Linked DNA regions of Mus musculus: all the other regions are linked to region 1. A link is a contact called in public HiChIP or PLAC-seq and promoter capture Hi-C data. All regions are on one chromosome and are shown on one strand. The core of a region is the stretch at or near the end of the contact, and the rest is flanking DNA. Distances in the headings are between cores, read along the strand shown. Region 1 holds the start of Anxa11 (annexin A11). Region 2 holds the start of Dennd6a (DENN/MADD domain containing 6A). Region 3 holds the start of 4933413J09Rik (RIKEN cDNA 4933413J09 gene).

Region 1 (4,802 bases), core at 1,656-4,155:
AGGAAGGGAAGAAGAGATCATCTCTGGCCTTCAGGAAACAAAATATGCAATCCCACTCATCTCTGTGAGTTTGAGGCCAGCCTGGTCTACGGAGAGAGTTCCAGGTCAACTAGAGCTACAGAGAAAATACTTGAAAGAGGACCCACATGGGCTCTTAGAAAGATTCAGAAAGTCTCCACCCTCCAAAGGCACAAAGGCTAAATATGTGGTCATACAAATCCTTCCAAGGCCTGTCTGGAGAACTGGGCCAATAACAGAGAGGTTAAAGAGAATGGCTTGTAAGTAAGGAATGGACAAACAAAGAAAAGAGAGCAGAGAGGTGTGTGCTGGGACAGGGCAGTTCAAGCTGGCTGCACCTTGTGCTCTTGTTATCGCTGTACTATCTACTAGCTGTCGCATTTGATTACTTATACACCACCACTTTGCCTTGTGTGCTTTATGCATCCTCCAGCCACCCGTGATACACAGGTACAGTGCATCAGTTGCCACTGGTTCTAACCGCTCAGTACCTGAGCATGGCAGAACTGTTAAAAACATCAACTTGTGCCAGGCAGCAGTGGCCAACCTGCACCATGCAATGGTGGCACACACCTTTGATCCCAGCATTTGGGAGATAAGGCAGGCAGATCTCTGTGAATTCAAGGCCTACTTGATCTATAGAGTGAATTCCAGAACAGCCAGGACTACACAGAGAAACTCTGTCTCAAACAAACAAACAACAACAACAAAAACCCAAACCCTAAAAACCCATTAACTTGCTGGGCATGGTAATACATGCTTTTAATCCCAGCACTCAGGAGGAAGAGGCAGGTGGATCTCTCTGAGTTTGATGCCAGCCTGGCCTACAGAGTGAGTTCCAGGACAGTCAGAACTAGAGAGAGAGAGACTGTCTCAGAAAAGAAAAAAGAAAAAAAGAAAAACAACTCAAGAGGCTGGAGTGATGGCTCAGCAGTTAAGAGCACTTGTAGCCCCATGGCAGTTCACAACTCCGGTTCAAGGGTATCCAATGCCCTCTTTGTCTTACAAGGGCACCAGCTACCCACATGGTACACAGACATACATGAAGACAAAAACACTTATAAATACAAAATGAAATTTGTTTAAAAATTGTAAAAATAAGCCTGGTGTAGTGGGATACAACTTTGATCCCAGCCCTCAGGAAGCATAGACAATCAAATCTTTGAGTTCAAGGCCAACAGAGTCTATAGAGTGAGTTCCAGAACAGTCAGGGCGACACACAAAAAAACAAACAAGAAAGGTAAAACTAGATTAACCATAGGACAGGAAAGCTCTCTCCGTGGATAAGAGTGAATACTGCTCTTGATGAGGACCAGATTTCAGACTCAGGACGTTCACAACTTGTAACTTCAGCTCCAGCGGAACTGAATATACACACACTTAACTAAAAATAATATAAATGCTTTTTTAAAAATATTAACTTGCTGGCCGGTGGCACAAACCTTTAATCCCAGCACTCAGGAGGCAGAGGTCTGTATGAGTCTTGATATTGAAGTTTGGGACCAGACTGGTCTACAAAGCAAGTTCCAGGCCAGCCAATGCTAAATTGGTAGACCTTGTTTCAAAAGCAAGCAAACAAACAAACAACAACAACCCCCACCCCAAATTAACAAGACAACAAATTAACTCACACAATCCTCACAGTGAGTCTATGAAATAAGAATTATAATTACCCTCATTTTACAGTGCAGAAATTAATGAGGTATCAGGAAGGGATGGAGGAATCCGAAGTGGACACCTGTCTTAGAGCAACAGACTGTGTGGGTGAGCTCACCTTGCTTCCCCAGCTAGAGAATCCCGAGAACAGACAAAGCCTTGGGGGAACAGCCCTGTTAATCCTCCAGGAATTCCCAACAACTGACGGAAGCAAGAAAATAATGAAGGAGAATAATGGGAGCAGGCTGAGGGTGAGCAAGACACCTGGCCCTTCCCCGCAAGGATCTGGGTCCAAGTCTAGTCATCCTTTCGACAATGACACACACCGCCATCAACAAAGTTGAACAGCCCAACCCAGGGCCGCATTTGTAGCTTTCTTCCGCAATAAGGCAGCCTCGGGGCAAGGCAGCCTCGGAGCAAGCAGGGAGCAAGCTAGTTGAATCCTGTAAAGGGATCAGACAGGTAGGCTGACACTCTAGGTGTAGGGTCTGGGAAACCCAATCTCCAAGGACGCCCACTGATTAGCCGGCGGGGAGAAAAATCTCTAAAGAGAATGTGCCCAGCATGAGTTTAGCTATTCTCCCCCAGATTTGTTTGACACCTTGTACGCCTTTAGGAGACTGGCCTGAGCCCACGGGACGTCCGGGTTGCCAAGCTCAAGCAAGCGTTCTTGAAGACTCTGGAACGAGAAGCGGGGGCAGGGGCAGAGGGATCCTAGCTGGATACGCGGTAAGGAAGACAGGCAGGCAACACGGCATCTGGCACAATCGTGCATTCTCTGGACCGCTTAGGAGCCTGCCTTATATAAACCCAGGGTGGCAGGTCCAGGAACCCGCGCCCTGCAGTTCCGGAGCAAAGTTCCCAAAGACAGCTTTCTCGGCCCGCTGGGCTCCGCTCAAGCTTCTCCCGGAAGCGCACTGAGGTAAGACCTCAGTCACCCCCAAGTTCGCACACCCTGGGACCCTGCGGTCCCAGGCTCACCTGCCCTGACCCCGTTCAACTCCGGGCCTTGTCCTCGGGGGAACATTGCACCCCACGCCACGCGCGAATACCCCTCATGCGGAAGCCGCCCGCCGGGACCCTCACGCACCTGGCACCAGGGACCGGGACACTGAGCTCGGATAGCAACTCCTTCCTACTCCCGCTTTCCTGGATCCTAACCCGAGAGTGTCTGCGCACGGTCGAAGGAGGAGCCGGCAAGGCGGAAAACTCTCCGGGCGCGGCCGCGTTTGTCGCCCCGGGGCGGAGCCGCACGAGATGGGCGGAGCCTCTCTGGAGGGGCGGGGTGCGTGGGACCACGCCCACAGGTGAGGGTTGCGCTTCAGTGGTAGCTTTGTAGGAAGCCCCGAGCTTTCCGGAGCAAAGCCGCTCTAGACCTCAGGATGAGAGGACATTCTCGCGGGTGTTTATTTTCAGGAGTTTGACAGCGAAAAAAAACTTAAAACAGTCACTGTGTACGGCAGGAGGAAACTTCACAATGGAAAAAATTACCACCTCAACCAGTGACCAGGGCCAACATCAGCAGTGGTAATTTATATTGATCTTCTGTCGTGTGGTGTCTTCCTCCTGGAGACACATGACCCCATAGTAATCGTGCAGAAATATCAGACAAGCCCCAATTGAGGAACTCAGGACTGTCCAAAACTCTCAAGGTTGTCAAAACAAGAGGAGTCTGAGAAGCTGTCACATGGAGATATGAAAACTAAGTAATGTGACATCTTGGATGGGATCCTGGGAAAAGGACACTAAGTTAAAAAAAACAATGACATCTGGACCATATATAGATTTAATAACAATGCATCAATATTGGTACATCTATTGTAGCAAAAATACTAATATGTTAATAACAGGAGAAGACCCACGTTGGTTGTTTATTTAGAAAAAGGTAGTATAGTGAGTATGATTGTGTAACATTTAAAAATAAAAATTAAGTCTCTTACTCTCCCCAGCTCACATTTAGGCACCTCCTTCCAGATGTTCAACACACTTCTACGTTTGTGTTGCTTGCTGTGCTTAAGCAAATGTATTTGTTTATAAAACAGGATTGCAGTATTTTTTTTTCCCCTCACTTTATATTCGAGTGTCCTTTCAACTGACGCCCCAGGACCAACCAGGTTCTTCGGAAGACTGCACAGGATCTCCCCCCACCCCTTACGGATTCTTCACTATCTAGCTCCCACCTGGGGTACACTTCTTTCATGGCCCACTTTTGATTTGCAAACAAGCCATTTGTCATTTGCATTTTAGGAGCCCAGTGGACTGTAAGAGCCGGAAGAAGCCTGGTTGGCAGGTGTGGTCTGCTTGCTCCAGCAGATCGGAATGAGCTAGCCTGCCAGGCTACTGCCTCACAGCGGGAAACTCAGGCTTAAGGTTTCAGAGTGAATGAATAAATAAATAAATAAATAAATAAATAAATAAATAGCAGAGGAACATGATTACTCCTAGGTATGGTGAAGGAGAAGGTTTATTGTAGAGAAAAAAGAGACATAGTCAAAGGCAGACACATCTGGGAGAATCCAGAATGGTCATGACCCAGAGCCTTGTGAGGAGAGTGGGGAGGGGAAAGGAGATGGGTGAGAGAGGAGAACCAGGTACAGCAGCTAGAAGCTAAAGGTACAAAATAAAGGGGGAGGGGTAACTAAAATCATTATATTATGTAGAGAAAAGCAGCCCTGTACCGTGGCCTGCAGAGTTGTGGGTAGAAGGCAGGTTATGCCAGCCACAGGCTGTAAGGTAAGGCAGGGTATGCCAGCCACAGGCTGTAAGGTAAGGCAGGGTATGCCAGCCACAGGCTGTAAGGTAAGGACTGAGGAATTCTGAGGGTCCAGGGTTTGAAACCTAACACAAAACATCACATAGAAAACCTCCAGGCTGGAGAGATGGCTCAGAGGTTAAGAGCACTGTCTGCTCTTCCAGAGGTCATGAGTTCAATTCCCAGCAACCACATGGTGGCTCACAAGCATTTGTAATGAGGACTAGTGCCCTCTCCTGACTTGTAGGCAGGCAGAACATTTAATAAATAGATAAATAAATCTTAAAAAAAAAAAGAAAGAAAACCAAAAGGGGATGGGGGAACACTTAATAAATAAATAAATAAATCTTTAAAAGAAAGAAAACCAAAAGGGGAT
Region 2 (4,802 bases), core at 1,058-3,557, 740 kb before region 1:
AGTTTGTCCTACTCATTTTCCAAGAGAGTTCAAACTCTTCTTCTTTTGTTTTTGAAAGTTCAGGAAGAAAAAAAAAAAAAAAAAAAGCTAAGAACTACTTCGTAAAGATACTGCTCTGAAATGGCAATTATGGGAAATAAAATTTCATATATAACCTTTAGTGATTATTTTTCATCACCTCAACTCTGTCAAGATATGCCACTTATTTAAAAAAGAAAATACTCATGTTAAAAGCAATGTTCCAAACGATGAGATTACAAAAACCGATCAATGGGGCTAGAGAGATGGCTCACTGGGTAAGAACACTCGATGCTCTTCCAGAGGACGCAACTTCAGTGGCAGCTCTCAACCGTCTGCAACTCCTGTTCAGAGGCCCTGATGCCTCCTCTGACCTCCAGGAATGAGTGTGGAGCATGGACACACAGACAAGCAAAATAGCCACACACAAATAAATCTTTTTTTTTTTTAAAGGTGACCAAATATGACAGCTTCTGCTTACCGATTAAGTTTTATTTTGCTACACATAAAATTTCAGTTTATCATTAAATAACGAGCATAATATATTGTTTTGAGGGGCTGGAGAGATGGCTCAGCTGTTAAGAGCACTTGCTGCTCTTCCAGAGGATGTGAGTTCAGTTCCCAGCACCTACATGACCAGAAGGATTGCAGACTGAGTGGATCTAACCCCCTTTTCCAGCCTACACAAGCACAAGGTACAAATTCTCTTACATGCAGAGATGAAGGCAAAACATTCATACACATTATATAAATAAACAAATCTTTAAAAATAAATGTCTTCAATCTTTGGAGATTGTTATTCCTGTCTCAAATAAAATACAGAATCACTTTACATACTAACTCCCTCTATCAACAAACGTTTAATGAATACTGTATCAGGCAATAAATTTGATCCTATTGACTAAATAGATTAATTCTTAGATCCCCACCTTATTGTCTCAATTCATAAATGCAAATGAGAACATCCTTTTATGTGTATGTCCACTAACTTGTATGGTGCCTAGATCTTAATAAAAACTCAATATTTAAATGAACTATGTAACGATACAAAAGACAAAGATGCAGCAGTTTCTCGTTTGGAACAACCAGACCAACCAAATCAGAATAAGATTAGAATCTTTCACCGATGCCAAAAGAACAATAACAAAATACCAAAAACTTCGGGACATACACCTTTCTAATGCCTTTCTAGTAACTTTTCACTTGGATAAATAAGACAAATCTTTTATGCTAACAAACAACAACAAAAAAAAAAGATGCAAAGTGATGGCAAAAATGAGTGAGATTCAAAGGTCTTTTAGGTAAGATGTTATGATATCTAACAGATTTATAAGCCAACAATTTTTCCACTGACATTAGGTTTCTGGGAATTGTCACAGAATCAGTATTAAGAAACAGCAGGGGTCGGGAGAGGGGTGTGGGGACAGCTTGCCTAGTTTTCAGAAGGCCTTGAATTCTGTTTGCAATGCTAGGGAGAGACTTGGAGGGAATGGGAACCCAACGACATTTCACAGAGAAATGGGGAACAGAGAAAAGGGAGAGAATGCATGCTAAGCATTTTGACTTGGACTCAGTGGACCGATCTACGAGTTAGCGCAATTGACAATACAGTCAGTCAGCCCACATGATTGGACGTGCACGTTTGGCTACTGTAATTCACATATGTCAGGGGGTATTGTTCCTTTCTTGAAAGTTCCAAGCAAACATCCTGTCTGCTGTAGGCTTTTCTGGGTGCCACTACCCTCCAGTTATCGCTGGTTTTTTGTTTTGTTTTTTTAAAGAGGAACATCAACAAGTATTTAGGAGGGGCCTACAAAGAACTTTTCACCCCTAGCCGCAGCCCACGATCCTCCCACCGAAGGGTCGAGAAGCACCGCCCAGCTGAGCCGCGCAGGGGCTGCGAGCCACGCCCGGATGAGCAGCGGCCAGGACCCGGCCGCCCAAGGGTGGAGACACAGGGTGCGGCTCGGCCTCACCTCCACCGCCTGGCCCAGCTCCAGGTCGAAGCCCACCACACACACGCAGTGTAGCCAGGCCGAGAAGCCGTCCCAGCGCAGCAGGCCCCGGCGGCCATCGTCCTCCTCCTCGTCCTCCAGCGCGACTCCCGCCGCCGCAAGGGCCGCCGCCTCGCGCCCCTCAGCCCCGGCCTCGTCCAACGACCCGCGGGAACCGGGCCCAAAGACCGCCGGGCCCGGCAGAGCCATCCGCCACCCCCTAGGCGCTTGAGCCGCCTCCGCTGCGGACCGCGCCGCAGAGCGCGCAGGCCTCCGCGCACGCGCACCGAGTGCTGCCGCTGCCGCAGCCGCTCCGGACTCCCGGAATAGGGGCGCGGCCACGAGGCACGTGACCCTGGGAGCGGGGGGTTCAGTGGTTTCCCTACAAGCCGCGGCTATCTCTGCTGCTCGCTCAGACTGGCCTGCTGGTTTTACAGTTCTCTAAACTCAAACAGTGGCTCAGGAATCGTCATCTCAGATCCACAACAATACAGCAATGAATTATTCTTGGAACGACCCAGTTCATTATTAAAGTGTTACTAAAACATAGTGGTTAACAGTAGTTTAATTAAACTTTTACTCTGTGACAGTTGATATGCTAAGTTCAAATACACCTATTAACTCTTATTAAACATATCATTATGGTGAACACTATTGTTTGTTAAGTGTTGGGTAGGACTTTCTTTTCTTTTTTAGCTATGCCTTACATAGTCCCAACTGGCCTCTAGCTCATGGTACTCCTACCACAGCTACCCAAGATTCTGGGTTTAGTGGCATGGGCCACCACCTCTGGCTAATTTGTCTTCACAGATAAGGGAACTGAAGTTCGGAGAGGCTTCGTGACTAGCCCAGCAAGTATAAGAACTCTAAGGCAAGCCTGTGTTCACTCCTGCAGTCCCCTGATAGAGATGTGTACTTTAACTCTCCGAATACCCTCCCTACCAAGGCAGCTCCCATCTTTATTGGTCTGGCGGACTCTCTCAACTCTTACGCATATGCAGACTTTCTTGGAATCTCGGGTTGGTCAGTCACCTTTGGACCATGCTATCTGAACACTGGAGGAAGGGCCTGGTTTCAAGCTACCTTTGTTAAGAAGTCAAGACAGCTCTAGGCTGGGCACTCAAGAAACATCTGCCCTGGTGAATTGCTATTGATTATTGGCATAGCATGATACGACTAAGTAGGATTTTTTTTTCAGCACCTGCTAGGATTTATTCATCAAAAGTAATTAGAGCCGGGCGTGGTGGCACATGTCTTTAATCCCAGCACTCGGGAGGCAGAAGCAGGCAGATTTCTGAGTTCGAGGCCAGCCTGGTCTACAAAGTGAGTTCCAGGACAGCCAGGGCTATACAGAGAAACCCTGTCTCAAAAAACAAAACAAAACAAAAAAAAAAGTAATTAGAAAACGTGGTAATACCCAATAGGAAAGTGTGTAAAAGATGATAGATAACATACAATGGATTTATCAAAACCCATTCCCATGCCTTTCCACGGCCTCAAAAGGCAGTGATATTACTGTTTCTATTTTACATAGAACAAAGCTGGGGCTCCAACTGATGGCTCAGTGGTTAGGAGCGCTTGCTGCTCTTGCAAAGGACCAGGTTCAATTCTCAACACCCACATGGTGGTTTGTAACTCCAGTTCCAGGGGATCTAATGTCCTCTTCTCATCACCAAGAGCACCAGGAGTGTGTGTGGTGCACAGACATGAATGCAAGCAAACAACATTAAAACACATAAAAATTCTTGACCATCAAGAAATGATCCATCTCTTGATGGTCAAGTATTCTCAAACTTGAGTAGTAATGAATGCTGAAGACTTTCTTAAAGATGTATTTATCATTTTTCTTTTATATATATGAGTGTTTTGCCTATATGTATGTATGTATGCATATATGTGTATGTATGTATGTATGTATGTATGTATGTATGGGTACTGAAGTGGAGTTTGGTTTGCACAGAGGCCAGAAGAGGGTGCCAGATCCTCTGGAGTTAAAGATGGTTGTAAACTCCACGATGGTGCTGAGAACCAAACCTTACTTACTCTTCTACAAGATCAACAAGTGTTCTTAACTGCTGAGCCACCTATCTCTCTAGTCCCACCTGGAAAGTTTGGATAGCATAGAATTAACTGGGGACAACATTTAAATTAGAAACTGTCCTTGCCTAAAACAACCTGCCTGTGACAAAGAACCAGTACAGTTCAGAAAGAAAAACATAACCTGTATTCAAGTAAGGTTCTAAACCTACTGTTCAGAAAAAAACAGTACTGTTTAGTATTAGAAAGGACAGTGAGCTAGAAATGAAAAAATCTGGTATCCAGCTTTAGCTCCATATATTATCATGATAGACAAACAGCTCCTGGAACTATTTTCTGGATTGGTGAAAGGTAATTGCTAACCTGACTTATTGTCAAGAAGAGAAAAGTGTTCCCAATCCAGACACTTTACTATATGCTATTTTATTATTAATGATAAATAAACTTTAATGAGCAGCTGTTCCACAGTGCTGGACCCTTGGCCTGTGGATACAAATTACCATTCTTTGCAATACTATCTTTGTTGTTGTTGTTGTTGTTGTTTATTCGTTTGAGACAGGGCTTCTTGGTACAGTCCTGGCTGTTCTGGAACAAGCTCTGTAGATCAGGCTGTCCTTGAACTCAGAGATCTGCCTCCAGACTGCTGGGATTAAAGCCATGATCTACCACTCCTGGCTGACATACTACCTTATATAATCTTTGGTTAAGCAGAAAGAAATGGTAACCTTTGTAGAGTTTGTCATTAGAGCCTTT
Region 3 (4,802 bases), core at 1,525-4,024, 520 kb before region 1:
AGATTGTTAATTGAGTTGGAAGGATCCAACCTCAGAGGTCAGAATCACTTCATCATCTGGGACCCGAACTGTGTAACATGAAGCAAGCTACAGCATAAGCAGAGACAAGCAGGCAGCAAGGCCACTCCCCTTCCCCTCTGCTCCTGACTGCGGGTGCAATGTGACAGCTGACTGAGTGCCTGCCTCGACTTCCCAAAATGATTCTAACTGTGAACTGTGAGCTAGTCTTCTCCCTGCTAATCTGCTGGACGTGGGATCTGGATGTAATGAAGAAGCTAAGGTGTCCCTCTGTGGCACTGGGGTTGGAACAAGCCAGTTAGAAATTAAAGTAAGGCATTAAAGTTAGTATGATACGCTCAATAGCAGCACATCAGACACAGGACAAGAGCTCTGCCTCCCCCAAACCAACCCTTGTGATTTTCCAGTCCCAGTATTACAAAGACACAACCATTAACTCACACACCATGTCCCCCTGTCCACAAATAGCTCCAGATAAATGTCTTGCTGTATCAAATGCTATCCTAATTTCTGCTAATCCATTAAACAAAACAAGCCTAACTTCATTGGAAAGAATTTTTCTATGGATTTCCTGACCCTTAGAATTTTGAAATTTGAGGAAATGGATCTGAAATCACAGCCCTAAGGGTGAATCTCAACCTTATACTATACCCTTCCTTGGAGGTCAAGAAAATCTCCTTAGAGGTCAAACCAGAGAAGCACCCCGTAATGCCAGGTACAGAGAGTGCACATAATAAGTGGGAATCTGTCCATTAGTAACTTTAGACCAGAGATTAACACTAGGGCTGATGTATGTACAACCCTGTGAGGACTTCTTAGCTGCCCTCTAAATTCTGTACTTCCTCAGAGAGACCTGCAAGCAGATCTTTGACAAACGTCCTTCTTCAAAAATACATAGACGTGATGAGAAGGGAAAACTCACTCTGATGGGGTCCTTCTCCTAGGGCATGGGACAGCCCCTTCTGAGCAACTTCAGAGGGCTGTCTGAGGAGACTGCCAGCTTTGTGGGGAAACTCTAATAACCACATTTACTGAATGAGATAGGATGCTTGTCTGAGGAAAGAAGAGTGGGAATGCCAGAAGTCCAAAGGAGAGACTGTTATGTGGCTGGCTGTTTAGGCTGTCAGTTTCCTTCAGCTAGATTTGAGATGGCTCATGGAGATGCAAGTGGACAGAAAAAAACAAAACAAAACATATAAAACCACTTCCTTCAGAAGCACAGCCTTTAACCCCCACAGGAAAGGTTCTCTTCGCTCTCTGACCCCAAGCTGTTGAGGGCATTTTGCTGCAGTTGGTTGGTTGTTTCTGCTGCTCTCCTCATTCTCTCTCCTCTTACATGCTTGTCTTTATTGATTTTATTCTGTACACTTAAGGCACAGGCAGGACCTGCCCAAAGTCACGGCTGCTGTTGCCAGGCTCTGGACGTGTCGAATAAAGCAATAAACAATAATTCAAAACTCTTGGTACTCAACCCTTCCTGAGCATTTTAAGCCCTCAAAGCCACAGTGTTCTGAGATAGCAGGAATAATAGATTCAAGAGCAAGAACACAGCGATTCCAAAGAGACCCCACAAAGGAATCAGTCTCCAGCTCTCCTCCAGAGAGGGACCTGGACTCCTGGGGAGAGAACTGAGCCTCACCCAACTACCAGGATTTTCCCATGGTGCAATGCAACTTCCTTAGCTTTTCTGGACCTAGCCGTTTCTAAAAGAAAATTGAGTAATTTTCATAATTCAAATCCGGGCTAGCTAAAAGACTGAGACACAAAGAGAAAAGGCTCTAGTGATCCTAAAAGGCAAGTGAGGGTAGCAGGGATCAAAACATAAGCTTTCTGCCCTTGGCCTAGATTCCCTTCTGACTGACTGCAACCTTTGGCTCCCAAAATGCTAATAAATGATGAGTTTACAAAAGGGATGACCTACATCCTTGCAGGATGCCCTCCAACCTCTGCCCAGCCACCTTACATGAGGACCTCCTGAGGATCCTTTAGGGGTGGCGATCATAACATAGGAAGCAAGACTTTTGGTAGTGTGTTGTTGTCCCCAGAGACACTCTGGACTGAGACAGGAGGTGTGAACTCAGGCCAAGGCATGCCATCGGTCTCTTCCACGGTAGGCTAAGACAGGTCTGACTCTTGTAGAGCAATAGCCTGGACTGGATCCTCGCCAAGTTCAGTGAACTGCAGAGAGGAGGGGTCGCCAGCAGGCTGCAGGAGCCTCTTGGGACTGATACCCACGTCCTTTGCTGTGGCAAAGCTAGATGATACCCTTCAGTTAAAGAGTGGCCAGCAAGTGACGCTTCGTCTTCTTCAGTGAAGAGCGCAGGTCCTGGAAGTGGTCCTGCTCCTTGGCCAGGTGTACCTGAAGCAGCAGCTTCCCCGTGAGCCCCCCTGTCTTCTCCAGCTGTTGCCATTTGCCTAGGCACAGCTCTCCCTCTGCATCTGAGCATGGTTTCTACCTCCATCATGGCCTGGGCCAGACTCTGCTGCCATAGGACGAGCGAGCAGCTCCCGGCTGTGTGGTTTCAGAGTGGCCTTCAACTACTTCTCTCCCTGTCCCGTTTGGTGGGGCTCAGTGCTGACAGATGGCTCCAGAGATACCAGTAACAACCTAGCTGTTTTCTTCCTACCTTTGCGGTGTCTTCGGGGGAGGGCAGCTGTGAGGCGGGAAGGCCCACCAGCCAGGGCCAGCAGGCCTGGGGCTGAAACGTTTGGGTGACTCTTAGAGGCTCCATCCTGCCTTCCCGGGTGTAGCCCAGTGGGCTGCTGCCCCAAGGAGTCTGAAGGAAGAGGTGGAGGAGGAGGGGGTGGAGCTGGGGATGGCTGCATGGCTGGCCTAAAGGCACTCCCACTCTGCCTCTAGGCTTCTTGCTGTCCTGCAAACTGCATTTGCTGCTAAAGGAATTTGGCTGAGAGCCCAAGGCTATGCGAACTCACCACCTCAGCCAACACAACTTCCTGCCAGCATTCACTGCCTCTGTCCTGCCTTCTGGCTGGAGGCTAAGGCATCAGATTCAGAAGGGTCATGGCCCCTGAACCTGACCTATCAGCTCCGCTCCGGAGCCTCAGGAGGCCAGAGTTCACTGGTTGAAGGAGCAGGTGCTGAGAGGAGTTAGGCCAGCCCCCAAGCTATTTGAAGACCCCCCCCCACACACACACCTGATCACCTACTGCCCATTATCAAGGGTTTCCCTAGAATTCTAAAATAAACCGTTGATTCAATGGAAAGGCCTCTCACCCAAACTAAGACATCCCCAATTTAAGACCTCTATGGAATCAGTACCCATTCCAAGAATTTCACACACACACACACATCCAACAAATCCTCCCAACCTGTTGCACACTTAATGGCATCCTGCACACCTGTATCAGAGCTCCAGAGTCAAAGGCAGTGGATGTTTGCAGGACCTGGATGTGCATAAGGAGTGTTTGCTGTGGGCTCTTGGAGATTTCTGGAAAGAAAAGTGCTCCTTGGTGTCGCCCCAAGATCACAAATCAGAGATCACAAGCAAATCACAGAGTTACCTTGCTTTCCATAATGACTTCAGCTCAAGACCTTCTCTGACAACCCTCTCTCTCTTTGCACAACTGCTTACCTGGAACGGAATCTGCATCCCAGGGAAGACTGCAAAGTTCTGCATTGCAACCGCTGGCTTACTTTCTAAGGCCGGCCAAGAAATCTTTCTATGGCACTGTCTCAAAGCAAAGGCATCTCAAACGTCCTCCTTCTCCGATAGAAACCATGTTTGTTACTAGGAAACAAACTCTGAATAGTTAGTAGAACAAGAGGACCAGGCTTTGCCCTTAGGTTGCTCTGTGCCTCTAATGATGATGTTCAGGTGGAAGAGAACCAACTACCTTTGCTCCTCAGGTATTTCCTCAGGAGAAACGGGATGGAAAGACATCAGACCAGAGGTTCTCAGCTGTAGCTTCATGAGCAACTTCAGCAGGGTCAGTGCAGCCCTGAAACAATCTCAACACTACTGTGAACATGTGTTTTCTGGGCTGGGCTTGATAGCTCTATCAATTTCGTATCATTTATTTTTATTTTATGTGCATTGGTGTTTTGCCTGCATATAAGTCTGTGTGAGGGTGTCAGGTACCCAGGAATTGGAGTTTCAGACAGTTGTGGCTGCCATATAGGTACTGGGAATTGAGCCTGGTCCTCTGGGAGAGCAGCCAGTGCTCATAACTGCTGAGCCATCTCCCCAGCCCTACTTTATCAGTTTCTTAAGGCTCTTATAACCCAACATGGATTCCAATATGGTGGAGTAAAACTATTTGAAGATCCTTCTCTGTTCAGATAGCCTGGACTTCTGCGACTCAACAAGGTGCCCTAGTTTTATTCTATTGCTGAGGCACATATACAACCAAAAGCAATTTGGGAAAAGAAAGGGTATATTTCATCTTTTAATTCCAGATCACAGTTCCTTAGCTGAGAGAAGTCAAGGAAGAACGGCCTTCCTGTCTTTACTAGCTGGTTTTGTGTGTCAACTTGACACAGCTGGAGTTATCACAAAGAAAGGAGCTTCAGTTGAGGAAATGCCTCCATGAGATCCAGCTGTAAGGCATTTTCTCAATTAGTGATCAAGGGGGAAAAGCCCCTTGTGGGTGGGACCATCTCTGGGCTGGTAGTCTTGGGTTCTATAAGAGAGCAGGCTGAGCAAGCCAGGAGAAGCAAGCCAGTAAAGAACGTCCCTTCATGGCCTCTGCATCAGCTCCTGCTTCCTGACCTGCTTGAGTTCCAGTCCTGACTTCCTTGGTGATGAACAGCAACATGGAAGTGT

Evidence for each region. Promoter capture Hi-C pulls out the DNA fragments that hold promoters and counts their contacts. HiChIP or PLAC-seq counts read pairs in DNA pulled down with a chosen protein or histone mark.
Region 2: a contact with region 1 is called in an H3K27ac HiChIP or PLAC-seq map of embryonic stem cells, with 2.5 times the contacts expected there. The contact joins the promoter of Dennd6a here to the promoter of Anxa11 in region 1. A contact is called at or near these places in 1 of 39 promoter capture datasets (embryonic stem cells) and 3 of 115 datasets of contacts at active chromatin or transcription factors (embryonic stem cells and pancreatic cancer cells).
Region 3: a contact with region 1 is called in a promoter capture Hi-C map of neural stem cells. The contact joins the promoter of 4933413J09Rik here to the promoter of Anxa11 in region 1. A contact is called at or near these places in 1 of 39 promoter capture datasets (neural stem cells) and 2 of 115 datasets of contacts at active chromatin or transcription factors (embryonic stem cells and stem cell-derived neural progenitor cells).

The regions. Positions count from the first base shown.
Region 1 is chr14:25,840,258-25,845,059 of GRCm38.p6, reverse strand. It overlaps Anxa11 (annexin A11), which reads right to left and starts at 2,905. Exons shown (of 15, transcript NM_013469.2): 1 at 2,765-2,905.
Region 2 is chr14:26,577,055-26,581,856 of GRCm38.p6, reverse strand. Dennd6a (DENN/MADD domain containing 6A) reads right to left here and starts at 2,307. Exons shown (of 20, transcript NM_001134465.2): 1 at 1,995-2,307. The coding sequence starts at 2,222.
Region 3 is chr14:26,355,519-26,360,320 of GRCm38.p6, reverse strand. It overlaps 4933413J09Rik (RIKEN cDNA 4933413J09 gene), which reads right to left and starts at 2,774. Exons shown (of 8, transcript NR_038005.1): 1 at 2,646-2,774.